Linked DNA regions of Mus musculus: region 1 is linked to region 2. A link is a contact called in public promoter capture Hi-C data. All regions are on one chromosome and are shown on one strand. The core of a region is the stretch at or near the end of the contact, and the rest is flanking DNA. Distances in the headings are between cores, read along the strand shown.

Evidence for each region. Promoter capture Hi-C pulls out the DNA fragments that hold promoters and counts their contacts.
Region 1: a promoter capture Hi-C map of embryonic stem cells shows a contact between it and region 2, with 2.9 times the contacts expected there. The contact joins the promoter of Rec8 here to the enhancer-like site in region 2. A contact is called at or near these places in 8 of 39 promoter capture datasets (the 3T3-L1 cell line, cranial neural crest, embryonic stem cells and 3 more) and 2 of 115 datasets of contacts at active chromatin or transcription factors (bone marrow-derived macrophages and memory CD8 T cells).

Annotation. Positions count from the first base shown.
Region 1 is chr14:55,614,511-55,619,916 of GRCm38.p6, forward strand. Rec8 (REC8 meiotic recombination protein) reads left to right here and starts at 3,656. Exons shown (of 20, transcript NM_020002.3): 1 at 3,656-3,843; 2 at 4,036-4,148; 3 at 4,232-4,300; 4 at 4,388-4,530; 5 at 4,611-4,686; 6 at 5,070-5,190. The coding sequence starts at 4,093.
Region 2 is chr14:55,020,943-55,026,323 of GRCm38.p6, forward strand. It overlaps Ngdn (neuroguidin, EIF4E binding protein), which reads left to right. Exons shown (of 11, transcript NM_026890.2): 4 at 112-249; 5 at 452-536; 6 at 614-666; 7 at 879-1,002; 8 at 1,096-1,264; 9 at 2,108-2,264; 10 at 2,394-2,451; 11 at 3,047-3,196. The coding sequence ends at 3,066. Among named protein-coding and RNA genes, the nearest start is that of Ngdn, 8.2 kb to the left of the region's middle. Within about 2 kb of position 2,254, at least 3 of the 459 cell types and tissues checked have an H3K27ac peak or open chromatin away from gene starts, as enhancers often do. A contact at or near this core is called in bone marrow-derived macrophages and embryonic stem cells, where this site is marked.

The DNA.
Region 1 (5,406 bases), core at 2,406-4,905, 590 kb after region 2:
ATATATATATATGAGTACACTGTCAGACACACCAGAAGAGGGCATCGGGTCCCATTACAGATGGTTGTGAGCCACCATGTGGTTGCTGGGCATTGAACTCAGAAGAGCAGGCAGTGCTCTTAACCGTTGAGCCACCTCTCCACACACACTAAAGTTACAACTATACAGTGTTGTCATTTCACACACTTGTATTTTCTTATCTCTTCTCCCCACGCCCTGAGAAGAGGGAACAGGGTGTTCTTTGTATATCCCCACCGGCTTAGAGGCACATTGTAAGAGCTTGTTGAACTGAATGGATGTAGCCACCAAAAGTTCAGTGGCTGAAAGTAACTTGCCATGTGTAGAAACCAGTGTAGCCAAGCCCAGTAAGATAGGGCCTGGGAACATTAGAATTCAACACAGCAAAAGTCCGAGTCAGGCTTTCAGGAGCTGTGTGGTCCACAAGAGATAGTATGAGTTCTGCTTTGCCCCAGCTATCAGGATGGGGCTCGGGAGTCAGGTGGTGGCCCATATATTTGATCTCAGTGCTTGACAGAAGCAGGCAGATCTCTGTGAGTTCGAGGCCGGCCTGGTCTACAGAGCAAGTTCAAAGACAGCCAGGGCTACACAGAGAAACTGTCTCAAAAATTTTTAAAAAACAAAGAAAGAAAGAAAGAAAGAAAGAAAGAAAGAAAGAAAGAAAGAAAGAAAGAAAGAAAGAAAGAAGGAAGGAAGGAAGGAAGGAAGGAAGGAAGGAAGGGAAGGAAAGAAGGAAGGAAAGAAGGAAGGAAAGAAGGAGGGAAGGAAGGAAGGAAGGAAGGAAGGAAGGAAGGAAGGAAGGAAGGAAGGAAGGAGAAAAAAAGAAAAAGGAAAAAAAAAGCTAGGCTTTAGGCCAGGTTCCTCAAACCCTGTGGTGTTATGTTTAAGTGTATGTGTATGCATGCATGTGTGTGTGTGAATTCGTGTGTGTGTGTGTGTGTGTGCGTGCATGCACACCTGTGTATATTTTGTGTTCCACATTCATGCAAGATCCTGAGGAAGTCAGAAAAGAGCATCAGATTCCCAGCAGCTAGAGTTACAGATGGTGGTGAGAAGCCTCGGAGAAAGCAAATCTGGATCCTCGGCAAATCTGCTCCTGACAACTGAGCCGCCTCTCTGCCTGTGTTTTGGTTTTGTTTCCTTGAGACAGAGTCTCACTATATAGCTCTGGCTGTCCTGGAACTAACTAGGTAGACAAGGCTGGCCTTGAACTCACAGAGATCTATTTGCCTCCCTAACTGCTGGGATTAAAGAGCATGTCACCACACCCTGCTTGCTGTGTTTGTTTGTTTTATTTTTTTTTGAGACAAGGGCTCAACTAGCCCAAGCTGAAATCGCTATCCAGCCCAGGCTGGCCCTGAACTCTGGCAGTTTTCCTGCCTCAGTCTCCCTCTCAGTGCTGGGGTTATATGTATGAGTCACTATACTCAGCCTCTCAATCACTTTTGGCCATAGCCATGTATGCTGTAAATATAAGGCAACTAAATGTGACAAATACTGTACTTAACTTAGCTAGAAGCCAGACGTTCTGGAAAAATTCCACCCTCCTCTACTCTGAGCTCCAGACTGAAGGGTCAAAGGTCAGATCAGTTGCCACAGAACTAAGTCTTTTGTTTTGTTTTTGGTTTTTTTTGAGACAGGGTTTCTCTGTGTAGCCCTGGCTGTCCTGGAACTCACGCTGTAGACCAGAGCCTTGAACTCAGAAATACACTTGCCTCTGCCTCCCAAGTGCTAGGATTAAAGGCATGCACCACCAATGCCTGGCCAGAACTAAGTCTTAACATCAGAGCCTAAGTGAGGCATGGTGGTGCATGCTTTTAGTCCCGGAACTCAAGAGGCAGAGGCAAGTAAATCGCTAAATTTGGGGCCAACCTGGTCTACAGAGCAAGTTTCAGGACATCCAGGGCTACACAGAGAAACCCTGTCTCAAAAAAACAAAAACAAATAAAAAAAAACAAGCAAAAAAAAAAAAAAAAAAAGAATGAAAGAAAGGAAAGATTAAGAGAAAAAGAATATGTGCTTTCTTTGAATTCTTAGGTTTTTGAGCTAGTCCTCAGGATAGCCCAGGCTGCTGTGCAACTCTGAAGAGAAGAAGGCTGTCCTTCAACTCCTGTCCTTCCTCCCAAGTACTGAGGTTACAGGGCTGCACACACCTTTATTTTTTTGTTTTGTTCTTGGCTTTGTTTGCTTGGTTTTGAAACAGGGTCTCACTATACAGTTCTGGCTAGCCTGAAACTCACTGTGTAGACCATCATGGCCTCAGACTCACAGGATTCGTGGGACTCTGGCTTCAGAGTGCTTGGATCAAAGGCTGGTTTTTGTTGTTGTCGTTTCCCTTTCTTGCAGTACTGAGCTGAGCTCAGGGCCTTGTGTGTGTATGTGTGTACATATGTATATATGTGAATATGCATATGTGTATATATGTATATACACATATATGCCAGTCAGGCTTTCTACGACTGAGCTACATTTCCACATCTCCAGCCCAGTTTTTACTTTTTACTTTTTACTTTTTTTTTTTTTTTTTTTTTGAGACAGGATTTCATTATCTCTCCCTAACTGGTCTGTAGACCAGGCCAGTCTCAAACTCTTAAGAGATCCTCCTGTTGCTGAGATAAAAGTATTATGCCCAGCTCATGAGACCCCTGCTTCCCCAAGAGACCACCAGGGCCCCCAATTCTGATGCAAATACTTGTGAGAGTCTTTATTCAAGCTCGAGCTTGGGCTACAAACCTTCCTGATGGAACAGGAAGGAGAGTGACCCCAGCTCTAGGTGAAGGGGTTTATAAAGGAAAAAAACCTGCAAGCAGGGGTTTCTTAGCCCTGGCATTACATGAAAGGGTAAAGGAATGTTGGCCTCTCAATGCTGGGGGGCATATCGCTTCAAGGACAGCAGGCAGTAGCTTTTTCCAAGTACAGCAGCTTATAGTAGAGTTTATTCTGCTACCTCAGTCCCTTCAAGAGGTGTGCACACCACTCTTGGCCTGTTTTGTTTTTTGCTTAGAGCTAGTGTTCAAATTGTCTAGGCTGGCTTTGAACCTGCCTCCCTTCCAAGTAGCAGCTGAGATTATAGGAGTTTGTAGTTACAGCTCCCTTGGCTGTTTTCTTTCTTGTTGAATAAAAGGCCACCTCACACAGTTTCTTGCACTTAGCACAGCACAGACCCTTACTGGGCACAAAATCGGGTTGGTGAAATTTAGGAGTAAGGACAGGTCCTATGCTCAGGCAAGGTACCTTCTCTTACATCTCTGTATCATAAACAGCACCAAGGCATCTGCCCTTCACATGACCCCGGCTCCTAAAAGATACTTTGTCAGCTGTCGCCAGGGAGAGAGACTGGATTTTCTCTCCGTTTATTGGTCAGCTTTGCACCTTGGCGAAGTCCTTGTTACTACCCGAGAACGAGAGGCCATTGGCCAGAACACCTCACAATGCCTTGGTAGCGCTCAGAATTCTCGTGATTGGCTGGCGACTATTCTCCAAGAGCCTATGGCCTGGAACTGAGTTCTGCTGCCTGGCTCCAGGAGTCTTTGAGTTTCTTCTGGCGCGGCTTCTCATTGGCTGTCGGTGGTACAAAGCCTTGGAGAGTGTGCACCTGATCCCGCTGGAGGGCGACAGGACCTAGAGCAAGGTCCAGAAGCTCAACGACGACGACTACGGCGGCGGCGGCGGTGGTGGTGGTGGTGGTGGTGGTGGTGGCGGGCAGCAGAGTCGAAGAAGGCCTCTTGACCAGAAGAGGACTCAGTCTTCTTTGAAGATCTGTTCTGTGTCTCTGCCCGGGTTTTTCTTGGAGCTCCGCATCTCTGCCTGGACAGAATCCTGATGGTATGGTGCGCGTTGTGCAGACCTTTTTAGGAATGGCCAAAGGAGGGATGCTTAGCTCCTGTGTCTTTGGTTACCTCCTAATTCAGTTGTATAGTCAGTCGTTTTACTAATTGGGCTTTTTGCATCCATATCTACCACACCCCCGTCCAAATTCCTACTCTTCAATGGTGCTGGAAATCTCGTATTCTCAAGAATTCGGATTGAGATCCAAACGGGATTGGTGCAGGGAAGGTGAACCCAGGAGCAAAGATGTTCTACTATCCTAACGTGCTTCAGCGCCACACAGGCTGCTTCGCCACCATCTGGTGAGCACAGGGCTGATGGCTATGCCAGGAGCCAGGTAGTGGGATCTCCCCTTGACAAGCCGTTCCTGCCCCCACCCCTCCAGGCTGGCAGCAACCCGAGGCAGCCGTTTGGTGAAGCGTGAATACCTAAATGTGAATGTGGTAAAGACCTGGTAAGATCCAGAAAAGAGGGAGGAATCGCTGGTGTGGGGCTTCTGGTTTTTGGGTGTTGCATTGATCAGGGCTTCTTGTTCTCCCAGCGAGGAAATCCTCAATTATGTGCTGGTAAGAGTGCAACCTCCGGTGGCCGGGCTGCCCCGCCCCCGCTTCTCCCTCTATCTCTCCGCCCAGCTTCAGATTGGTGTGATAAGGGTCTACTTTCAACAGTGCCAGTACCTTGTGGGTAAGGCTAGAGACTCCAGAGGTGGGCTAGAGCTGAAGGAGCCATGACTAGGTTGTTTATTTTACCGTTTTCACCCACAGAAGACATCCAGCATATCCTGGAGCACCTACATCGTGCCCAGCTGCGGATTCGCATTGATATGGAGGAGGCTGACCTGTGAGGCCCTGGGACTGAAACCATCCATACCAAGCTGCTTGGCCTCGTGCATTGTGTGTGTGTGTGTGTGTGTGTGTGTGTGTGTGTGTGTGTGTGTGTGAGAGAGAGAGAGAGAGAGAGAGAGAGAGAGAGAGAGAGAGAGAGAGGAGAGAGAGAGAGAGAGAGAGAGAGTAGGGGTAGAGGATCGGGAAGGGGGTAGGGAGAGAGGGCACTGTATGCATGTGGAGGTCAGAGAACAGCCAATAAAGTGGGCTCTCTTCCTTATGCTAGTTCAAATTCAGGGATGAAATTAGGGACTGTGGGGTTTGGTGGCATCACCTTTACCAGCCGAGCCATCCCACTCACCCTCAGTCTCTCTCCTTTACATCCCTGTTCTCGCCCAGACCTAGCTTGCTTCTTCCCAACTGCCTGGCCATGATGGAGACGCTGGAAGATGCCCCAGAACCCTTTTTTGGGAAGATGTCTGTGGATCCTAGACTTCCCAGTCCTTTTGATATTCCTCAGGTAGGGTTCACTCCCTTAGGACCCCTCAGAAATCACGAGATAACAGCGTAGGAGGAGGAGTTAGTTGGTGTTCCTGTCACTCTGGAGCTGAGATTTAGGAATGGGACATTGCCATGGAACAAGGGGGTTGCTGGGTGCAAGCAAGCAGAGCCCCAGATCCTGCTTACGAAAGGGCCAACCTGATAGGATGGTGTCCTCGCCAGAGGTGTTCTCCCT
Region 2 (5,381 bases), core at 1,004-3,503:
GACTCGTGGAACATGGGCTAGTTGGGAAAGACATAACCTGGTAAGGAGCCTTAGCTGCCCCTTCTGATTCTTTGGCTAAAACGAAGACTATCTCTTACTGTTTTAACTCAGGGTCTGAGCTTCTTGGAAGTGAAAGACCAGCTGTTGCTCATGTACCTTATGGATCTGAGCCACCTCATCCTGGACAAGGCCTCTGGAGCATCTCTGCAGGGACACCCTGCAGTTTTGAGGCTGGTGGAGATTCGCACGGTATGAGTCTTAGTTTCTAAGGCGTGCACTTCAGGGTTCTTATGGGAGTGAATGGTCTCCTTTTTAAGTAAGGAGATGTTTTCGTCCACAATTGCTCTACTTTGTGAATGTTTTAGTTGCCTTATCTGAAACAACACATGGATGCTGGTGTGTGCCTGATTTAGGAAAGAAAATGTAATCCTTTTAAATTATCACATTGTAGGTTTTAGAAAAACTTCGTCCTTTGGACCAAAAACTGAAGTATCAAATTGACAAACTGGTCAAGACGGCAGTGACAGGCAGCCTCAGTAAGTGGGAGAGCCGTCCTAAAGTTGTGGGGTCACTGTAGAGTTCAAATCTTGTAAACTTGGATTTCCTGTTTCAGGTGAGAATGACCCGCTCCGTTTTAAGCCTCATCCCAGCAACATGGTGAGCAAGGTAAGGCTTGTGTCCGCCAGAAATTAGCCCTGTGCTGTGCTGACCCTGACCTGCAGGGCCCGCTCCAGCTTGTGGCTGGAAATGCTTCACCCGACGTGAGGCTTCCTTCCCTGGTTCATGGCTCCATCTTCTTGTGGTGCTCCAGCTCTGGGTGCTTTGCTCACCTGTCCCCTAAAGCTTCCTGAGCTTGCAGGAATCACTTTCTTTTGTAGTTGAGCTCTGAGGATGAGGAGGAAAGTGAAGCAGAAGAGGGCCAGTCTGAGGCCTCGGGGAAGAAATCGGCAAAAGGCTCAGCTAAGAAATACGTCCCGCCACGCTTGGTTCCAGTACATTACGGTAGGAGTTGTGGCTGTCCCTCCTGGGTGGGAGTTTTGTTTCTGTTCTCTTTTGCCTGTTCCAGAGTAACTCACGTGGATTTTCATCACACAGATGAGACTGAGGCTGAGCGGGAGCAGAAGCGCCTGGAGAAAGCCAAGAGGCGGGCGCTGAGCAGCTCTGTCATCCGGGAGCTGAAGGAGCAGTACTCAGACGCCCCAGAGGAAATCCGGGACGCTCGACACCCTCACGTCACTCGCCAGAGTCAGGAGGATCAGCACAGGTCTGAGCTCTTGCATTTAGAAATTCTCTCAAATCTATAGAGCGCTGTCCTCGCGCTGTGTGTGAGCACGATTACGTGTGGCCCAGGAAAACCAGCGTGATACAGAAGGTGGAGAGAGACGCTTGGGTGGCGCTTTTACATTGGTGAGGTTGAAGAACAGATAAGAGCTAGAGGAAAACAGTTTGTTTTATTTTGTTTTGTTTTGTTTATTTTTGTTCATTTGTTTTTGTTTTTTCTACCTACTGAGGCTCAAGTAAACTCTATGTAAAGGAAAATATCATCAGTTCTTCATGTGGGGCTTTAGTAGGCGGCCTTTCCCCATCAACGTCACAGGTCTTACTTTGGGTAGAAAGCGGTAAAGACAGGTTCTGTACGGTGCTGCAGTCATTATACGCGTGGTAGAACGGTAGACAAACAACTAGCCTGAAACTAGCTGGTTAGTGTTGCTAGGTGCAGCTTTTATGGCTGATGGTTTTACAGAAGAGCCCATCAGGAGGCCTGTTCCACGGAGCGGACCGTGAGAACTCTCTCCTATAAACACTGTTGTTGTGTTTGGACCGTAGATCAATCCCTAGCAGAGAGGGGATCCCAGCAGAGAGCATTTTAGTGAGGAAGTTGGCGACCGAACATCCTCACACATCCTTAGCTAAGAATGGTATTGATGTGTGCGCATCCTGGGGACTCTGGATGAGAAGAAGAAGTGCTGGGTCTAGGTTAAGAAGAAGTGCTGGGTCTAGGTTAAGAAGAAGTGCTGGGTCTAGGTTAAGAAGAAGTGCTGGGTCTGGGTTCAGGGTATTGTCTCCCTATCCTTGTCTGAACCTCTGCAAACTCTTTTTCCGGCAGGGTCAACTATGAAGAGAGCATGATGGTGCGCTTAAGTGTTAGCAAGCGAGAGAAAGGACTGCGAAGGCGAGCGAGCGCCATGAGCTCCCAGCTTCATTCCCTCACACACTTCAGTGACATCAGTGCTCTGACAGGGGGCACTGCTCATCTCGATGAGGTAAGAGTAAGGTACGGTGGTAGCAGGAGCCGCCATGTTGTTAGCCACACGTGGGCTTCATATAGAAAGCCCGGGCAAGGGTGCTGGTGCTTAGAATGCGGGACTATTCCTCGCTTCTGTTGTCTGCAGGACCAGAATCCTGTTAAAAAGAGGAAGAAGCTACCTAAAAAAGGCCGGAAGAAGAAAGGTCAGTGACCCAGTAGGCGTTAGGTGCCACGGGAAGTCTGAGTTGGCATGCCATCTCTCAGGAACTTGTCTCAGGTCTTGTCTGTCCCTTCCATGATAGTCACTAATCTCTTTAGGTTGGCTTTTTTTCTTTTTTTCTTTTTTTCTTTTCTTTTTTTCTTTCTCAAGCTTGAAATCATTGTCTCTCACAAGGCAGTCTCTGCATTATATTTCTGTGGCCCCACAACTCACATTTCAACTGTCTGTAAATAGAAGTATAAAAACATCACCCGAGGAGATGGCTCTCTAACTGCTCATGCTCCTGTGAGTCCTAGGACAGAGAGTGCTGCCTCAGAGCACACACACACACACACCCCGGCCTCAGAGAGCACACACACACACACACACACACACACACACACACACACACACACACCCCGGCCTCAGAGCACACACACACACACACACACACCCCGGCCTCAGAGCACACACACACACACACACACCCCGGCCTCAGAGCACACACACACACACACACCCACACACACACACCCCGGCCTCAGAGCACACCTCCTAGAGCCCTTCTCTGCCTCACTCTTGGCTCCCTTCTGTTTCAGGTTTTCGGAGGCGCTGGTGATGTGGTGCGCTTACACGTGTACTTTTGGTCATCCTGGGATGCTTCTAACTTCACTGTGTGTAGGCGTTTGCCTTGGAAATGTGGAAAGTGCTTTACTAAATAATAAAATTAATTTTGTTTACGAGTGAAAGACATTTTTTGCCATACATTGTATGGTTGGAATTGCCGGGCGCGTGGGCTGTATTCAACAAAAGGATGCGGAAAGGGAAGACGATGTTTTGGGAGACTTAGAGAAGCTTGGTTTGCTGTTTCCTTTGGTAATATATTTTTCCTAGAAATTGGGAAATGATTATTTTACAAAATAGAGGCAGGATGAAGTAATCTGCCTCCCTGGCCCCAGCTCCCTGCAGGAGTTTAGAAAATAAAATAAAATCACATTGGTTTCAGCGTTTGTTGACCTGTCCAGCTTGGCCACCAGGTGGCATTAGTGGCTCAGGAAACTTGTGGTCGCTTGATAAACTAAAAGCTAGGTAGGTTGGTTCTGCCCCACTTTTCTGGACTCATCTCTTCTAATGTCCTGCTCGTAAGAGCTGATCTGTGCTCAGTCCTGGGAAGGATTTGTGAAGAGCAGCTGAAGTGACAGGCGGAGAGTCGGTGTAGGCATGACGACGTGGGGCTTCTCTGCCACTCCTCCATGAGACCTCAGTTTACCTGGGTCAATGAATCCAGCCCTTTTAAAAACTGTGTAGGGCTGGTGAGATGGCTCAGCGGGTAAGAGCACTGCTTTCTCTTCTGAAGGTTCTGAGTTCAAATCCCAGCAACCACATGGTGGTTCATAACCACCCATAATGAGATCTGATGTCCTCTGCTGGTGAGTCTGAAGTCAGCTACAGCGTACTTATGTATAATAATAAATCTTTGAAAAAATTAAAAAACTGTACAGCTGTCCTCAAGCAGGGCACAGAGTCCCTAGTGTGACAGCTCGGAGAGTGGGCACCCTCCAGGAGCTGGAGCCAGACCCAAGCCAGGATCCACATCTGAGCTCTCTGCAGAGAGTAACCTCTGTTGGTGAGCGTCTCTATAAACCCACCCTCCCCATGCCCCATGGACTGATTTCGGAGTTCTACTGGTCATTCTGATTGGTATAAGAATCAGCCAACTACAGCCTGGTAGAAGTTGGAACACTAGACTTATGGTTGCTCTACTAACTGTGGTCATGGTGAAATCATTTAATATTTTTGTCCTTTACTCTTCCTCAGCTAGAAACACAAGTGTGCTTGAATCCAGGGGCCACACCTCATTGGGTAAGAGTACCTGCCTATGAGCATGAACTTGAGTTCTGGTACCCAATACTCACATGAAAAGTCACGAAGTAGGGTCTGGCATGAAGGCTTAGCAGGTAAAGGTGCTGGACAACCTGAGTTTCATCCCTGGGACCCAGGAGGGAACTGACTCCTGAAAATGTCCTTTAGATGTCACATGCCTATGTCCCCTCCCCACAAAATTTGAAAAGAGTAATATAAATAAGTCAGGCATGGCTATACACACCTATAACCTCCTCCCAGCATTGTGGCTAACAGAGACAGGATGGGTGAGGCTTGTGGCTGCCAGCTCAGCTCCAGGTGCAGTGTGAGGGACAGTGTAGAGCAGAGCACCCATGCTGTAGGCTCTGGCACGCACACCTGCACATGCAAACACAATTAAAAACATATATATATAATTTAACGTATGTGAATACACTGTAGCTGTCTTCAGACACCCCAGAAGAGGGCACCAGATCTCATTACAGGTGGTTGTGAGCCACCATGTGGTTACTGGGATATACTCAGGTTCTTTGAAAGAACAGTTAGTGCTCTTAACCGCTGAGCCATCTCTCCAGCCCCATATCTGAATCTCTTAAGATTACTTCTGTATCAAGGAGTCTTCGGTTTTTGTGGATTACCCCAGGATGCGCTTGCTTCTGGGGCATCTTAGTTCCCGATAAATCTGAGGGATCCTGTGTGCCCCAAGACCTCAAGTGAGTCTAAGCAAAGAGCTCTAAGGGCAGATTAGAGCACGTGCCTTTCCAGCTGAACAACCTAGACAAGTGAGCTAAGGCATGCTCTGAGAGCTAGATGTGGTGGCACATGCCTGAGGCTAGCCTCTCAGGAAGGAGGCAGAGGCAGGAGGAACACAAGCGTGTGGCCTGTCTGCACTACAGAGCAAGTTCAAAGGCAGCCTGGGAAACAGCTAGAGCCTGGCTTCATCTTAGTGTTGGGGATATAGCTCTGCTTACACACACACACACACACACACACACACACACACAGAGAGAGAGAGAGAGAGAGAGAGAGAGAGAGAGAGACATGGCCCTGGTATAATCCCTAGTGCCATAG